Linked DNA regions of Bombyx mori: region 1 is linked to region 2. A link is a contact called in public Hi-C data. All regions are on one chromosome and are shown on one strand. The core of a region is the stretch at or near the end of the contact, and the rest is flanking DNA. Distances in the headings are between cores, read along the strand shown.

Region 1 (2,700 bases), core at 176-2,675, 38 kb before region 2:
CTGCAGAGTTTTCAATACAACTTTGAATAATCACCGTTAGTTTTTAATACGCTTTTATTATAATAGCTTCAGACGTGTGTATGTTTGTAATGGAATCTTTGAACGTGATTCTGACCCCCTTCGAAATGTCGGATTAACTCGAAATTTGGTGGTATACTTATTAAGGATCGATGACAAATCAATACTAAAAAATTGAAAATAAATAATAGTTTAAAAATAGTGTAAGAAAAAATGATTTTATTGTTGAAAAAGCGTAGGATGCTTTTCAGGATATTATCAAAATAACCTTTCTACTCATATCTGTTCATAAAATATTTATAACTACTGATACCATGCACCCCACGCTTTTTTTTTCTCTCTATTGCTTATATGGGCGGACGAGCTAAAAGCTCACCTGTTGTTAACGTAAATGCTGCCACCCACCTTGAGGCATGAATTCTAATGTCTCAGTTTTAACAATACGACAGCTAAGCAACCTACTCTTCGAAGCACTGATCTTGCTAGGGCCAGTGTTAGTAACACTCCCGGTTTGAGCTCACCTATTAGTTCGGTGAATCTAGAATAACCCCTCGAGGTTATTAGAATAGGTAGGGAAAAATGTAACCTTTTTTCCCTACCTGTTTGTTGGTATCCTAAGGGGCTATATTCCAGCTGACAAGTAGGTGAGTTCACGGGCTCAACCTGAAAGAATTTGTTAACACTGACCCTAGCAAGAACCGTGCTTCGCAGAATCTACCACCGGATCGGAAACGCGACCCACTGAGAAGATCCGGCGAGAAACACAGTGAGCTGTGTCTGTGGCAGGGGTGGCCAACTGGATTGGAATCATGATCTACTGTCTACTGACGAGGCACTCTGCGATCTATTAATGACCTTTCTTGAAATTTTATGAAATAATGTAGTTCAGTCTACAAATAAGTAACATATTATTATATTATTTTATTAAAAAGATTAAAATAAACCTGAAATTATATAATAAAAGAGAACTATTATGTAGAAGAGAGGATAAACAATATGACGTAATGGTCATTAACAAATGATACAAGATGAAGATGTTACGTGCAGCAATTGGTGATTACATTGCACAGTCTGATCTATGTATTTATATATTTTGTCTAGCCACGATCGAAGGGTCGATCGCGATCTAACGGTTGGCCACCCCTGGTCTATGGGTTAATTTACTCGTCGAACCGGACGGTGACCGGATTCAGATACCTAAATACCTTGTGTACGCACGCACGCACGCACACACGCACGCACGCACACACGCACGCACGCACACACACACGCACGCACACACACACACACACACACACACACACACACACACGCGCGCGCGCACGCACGCACACACACACACAGTCCCAGTCACGTCTGCCGACCTTGATGTCGTCGAGCTGCACCCTGGGCTGGGCCTGCTCGGGCGCGCGGCGGTACTTCTGGCGGCCGCCGCGCACGCGGTCCAGGCGCACGCCCTCGCGCAGCATCCCGGTGCGCAAGCACTTGCGGAAGCGGCACGCCTGGCACGCCTTGCGCCGCCGCTTGTTGATCTCGCACTCATTCGCCGCCGGACAAGTGTAGTCGATGTTGCCCTGGACACGGAATGTAACGATACTAAGCTAGAAGTCGTCGTGGCCTAAAGGATAAGACGTCCGGTGCATTTGTATCTAGCGATCCACCGGTGTTCGAATCCCGCAGGCGGTTACTGATTTTTCTAATGAAATAGGTACGTACTTAAGAAATCTTCACAATTGACTTCCACGGTGAAGGAATAACATCGTGTAATAAAAACCAAACCCGCAAAAATACTAGTGGTAGGACCTCTTGTGAGTGGTACCAGCACCCTGCCTATTTCTGCCGTGAAGCAGTAATGCGTTTCGATTTGAAGGGTGGGGCAGCCGTTGTAACTATACTTGAGACCTTAGAACTTATATCTCAAGGTGGGTGGCGCATTTACGTCGTAGATGTCTATGGGCTCCAGTGACCGCTTAACACGAGGTGGGCTGTGAGCTCGTCGAAAGCGAGAGAAAGAGAAAGAAAGACAGAGAGAGAGCGACAGCTAACCTGTATGGTCCTCTTGAAGAACGCCTTGCAAGCCTCGCAGCTGGCTACTCCGTAGTGGAAGCCGGAGGCGACGTCCCCGCAGACGAGGCACCGCCTGCGCGGCGTGTCCTCGTCCCGGTTGCCGCTGGCGGCGGCCGCGGTTGTCGACGAACAGTGCTGCTGCTCAGGGCTGGTGTTGCCCACGATCGTGCCGTCCTCGGGCGAAACGCAGAACTTCACGTCCTTAGTCTCGAGTTCCAACTGTTGGAGAGGCATAGGTACCTAAATGTGAAATTTCGTTTTAAATCATGTCTATTGTAACAAAGGATGGAGATGGGCCGATAATTAGTTATTAGATCTTTTTTCCCGTTTTTATGTATGGGAATTATTAGGGCTTCCTTCCACTTTTCAGAGAAAATCCCTGATAATAATGAATGATTTAATATTAAAAACAAGGGTGTGGAAAGTTGTTCAGCACAATTAACAATAAATTGCGGTGGGATATTGTCTGGCCCCACTCCTTTCGTTAAATCCAGATTTTCCAACTTCCGTCTGTCACTGTTAACTTCAATGTGAACAGCCCGCATGACTGTATCTAAAATGTTTCGTATGAAATGGCATTTGTTAGAATACGGAATGTCTCAAAGCGGCTTGGCT
Region 2 (2,700 bases), core at 81-2,580:
CCTCAATGAATAATTATGTTTGGTTGTCCTTCACATATCTCCTGTGAATTACAGGGTCCTCTGTAGAAACTGCGAAGAGACATAGTCGCGGTCTGAAAATGAAATTTTACAATTTTAGTATTTTTCTGTTATATATCACCAGACATGCCCTATGGTTTCACCCTTGTTATACTAATATTTTAGAAATGTTAAACACATATTTTACCGAGGTAAAGATTTTTTGGAACCCAATCCCCTGGTAAGGTTTTGGTAAAATCACAAACTATGAATTTTCATATCTTATTAATTACAATTGAATATAAACAGCATTGTTCAGGTTATGTTGTTATTATGATAAAAAAATTGTTATAAACTATTTAAATATGTGAAATTTATTTGAGTAATTTTTGAGTGATCGCATAAACAATATCCAAACTTATAAACTTTCACATTCATAATATTAATTGGTTGAAAACCTATAGAAAAATATAAGTAAGATATAATAATTATTTTTTTTAAACTCGTCATAATGAATTAAGGACTACGTTTTGCAAAGTTCATTCAGTATTATGTACACCATGTAATAACATCATTAGGAAAAGTATAGCTTGAAATAGAATGATAAAAGAACATGCTGCACTGACATCGCAAGATGTGGGATAATGGCAAGAATCACCCTATTTTCAAAATAATAGTTTCCGATTTTAATATAACTATTGTAAAATAAGTTTTTTATACAATTAGTAATGAGCAGTTGTATTATTATGGATTTGTTGTTGTCATCTTACAGATCCTTTACAATAAAAATCTTGTAAGGAAATCTATGGAGTATTTTATTTTAATTAACAGCTTGGATCCATTATTTTACTTTTATTTATTAATATCATAAAAGTTCCTTTATGTTTAAAATAAATCGTTATGGATCAATTAGTTAAGATGTAATTTTTAAAACTTTGCAAGATTATGTAAACTTACTTTTGCACAGATAGAAATGAGTACTCACCGAAATTACCTATATTTTAATGTGATTTACGGTCACTAAAGCATCGACGTACCGTACTTTCGGCAAATCATTTAATCAAGATCTGCACAAAACAATTTTCGAATTACAGAAATAAATTATGCATCTGTCAATCAGTCAGATGCAATTTATAATCTTCGCACTTTTATTTCACAACACAGCTATTCAAAGTCCCTTGAAAATTAATTAAGTAGTAGATATTGTAATAAGTTCTATTAAGTTGCGATTCTAAGCAATAATGGTTTCAAAAAAACTAATTTAAGGTTATTTCTTTAATTTCCTTGAAAATGCAAAATGCACTTTCGAATTCGACGAAACGCAGTAATCGCTTTATTGTGAACTGAATTAAATTTAGAATATCAGCTAACGCTGTCTCTTTCATCCATGAAGAGAAAATGTATTTATGTTCTTGTTTGCCATTTGTATTCAGCTATGATAGAAAGTTGGAAAATAACGTGCACCAATAAATGGAAATGGAACAAGCTTTTAAAAAATGGATTTCGAGAAATAGCTTGGCTGAATAAATTTAGATTCTATTTCCCACCTGAAAGTGTTTCGCAAAACATTGGGTTCAAATTAATTTAAATCAAATATGTATGTATGTATCACAAGACAAAAAATTAATATCGACTGATACTGATCACTGTTTTTCTGATACGATCAAAAAAATAGAAATTAAACTGTGAGTACTTATTAAACCTATTGTTCTAATAATATTAAAGCATTTATAATGTAAGTACCTACCTAGCAGTATGGGTATAAAACTGCTAAATCAAGTTCAAAGGAATGTAAAGAATCCATTCCACGCAGAATTTGCTAGAAGTCGCCGAAATGAAACCTGGCAACACAATTACATTTTTCAAAAAAAAAATAACCAAAAGGTCGACGACGTTAGCCAACTCATCGGTCTATTTGACGTAAAATTAGAGATTATGTTTGTTTTCCGGTCATAAATGTTATGAATTCGGCTTTATTTATTGCAAGATAGATAATATATAACCACAATAAACATGGAGGTACAATATCTCGTGTTGTTACTGAGCTTAATCTGGCATGGAACTGATGCGATTATGTGGAGCTTGGCGCCGAACACACACAAGTGTTTGAAAGAAGAATTACACGCCAACGTGTTAGTTGCAGGAGAATATGATGTGACAGAAATACAGGGGCAAAGAGTTGACTATATTGTGAGTATAATTTCTGACATAACCAAAAATGTTTGTAATATTCAAACGCCATGGCTTATGTACACCACTAGATATTTATCGTTTAGGATACAAACAAAAAATTTACAGAGAAATATTTGAAAATGAAAAAATGTAGGTACTACTTTTTTGAAAATAGACATTTTTTTTTGTAAACAGGAATAAACGAACAGTGTAACTCAAAAAAAAGACAGAAACAATAATGATTTCAATTATTACAGATTAAAGACTCGAAGGGGCACATCTTATCACAGAAAGATACAGTAACAAAGGGAAAGTTCTCATTCGTCACAGAGAATTATGATATGTTTGAAGTTTGCTTTATATCTAAAGTACCATCAGGTAATTTTATTTCGGAACTAACTGAATAATTCTTTAATATTTTAATTTTAATAAAGGTTCTTTAGATTAGTTTAGAAAGTACATAGAGATCAGCATAGAAAAGTAGGTCACAGTTTACTGCTACTTAATATACCTTCTGATGTTTTAAGTATT

The links. A called contact is a pair of places that touch in the nucleus more often than the background predicts.
Region 1: a contact with region 2 is called in a Hi-C map of middle silk gland, with 2.5 times the contacts expected there. The contact joins the enhancer-like site here to the promoter of LOC101742160 in region 2. A contact is called at or near these places in 5 of 7 Hi-C or Micro-C datasets (middle silk gland, midgut, posterior silk gland and 2 more).

The regions. Positions count from the first base shown.
Region 1 is chr25:11,883,921-11,886,620 of ASM3026992v2, reverse strand. It overlaps LOC101742160 (steroid hormone receptor ERR1), which reads right to left. Exons shown (of 9, transcript XM_038020327.2): 4 at 2,065-2,325; 5 at 1,383-1,592. Among protein-coding and RNA genes, the nearest start is that of LOC101741574, 25 kb to the left of the region's middle. Within about 2 kb of position 1,425, at least 4 of the 8 cell types and tissues checked have open chromatin away from gene starts, as enhancers often do.
Region 2 is chr25:11,846,072-11,848,771 of ASM3026992v2, reverse strand. LOC101742160 (steroid hormone receptor ERR1) reads right to left here and starts at 1,330. Exons shown (of 9, transcript XM_038020327.2): 1 at 983-1,330; 2 at 2-92. It overlaps LOC733098 (transmembrane trafficking protein), which reads left to right and starts at 1,884. Exons shown (of 5, transcript NM_001047045.1): 1 at 1,884-2,187; 2 at 2,427-2,547. The coding sequence starts at 2,011.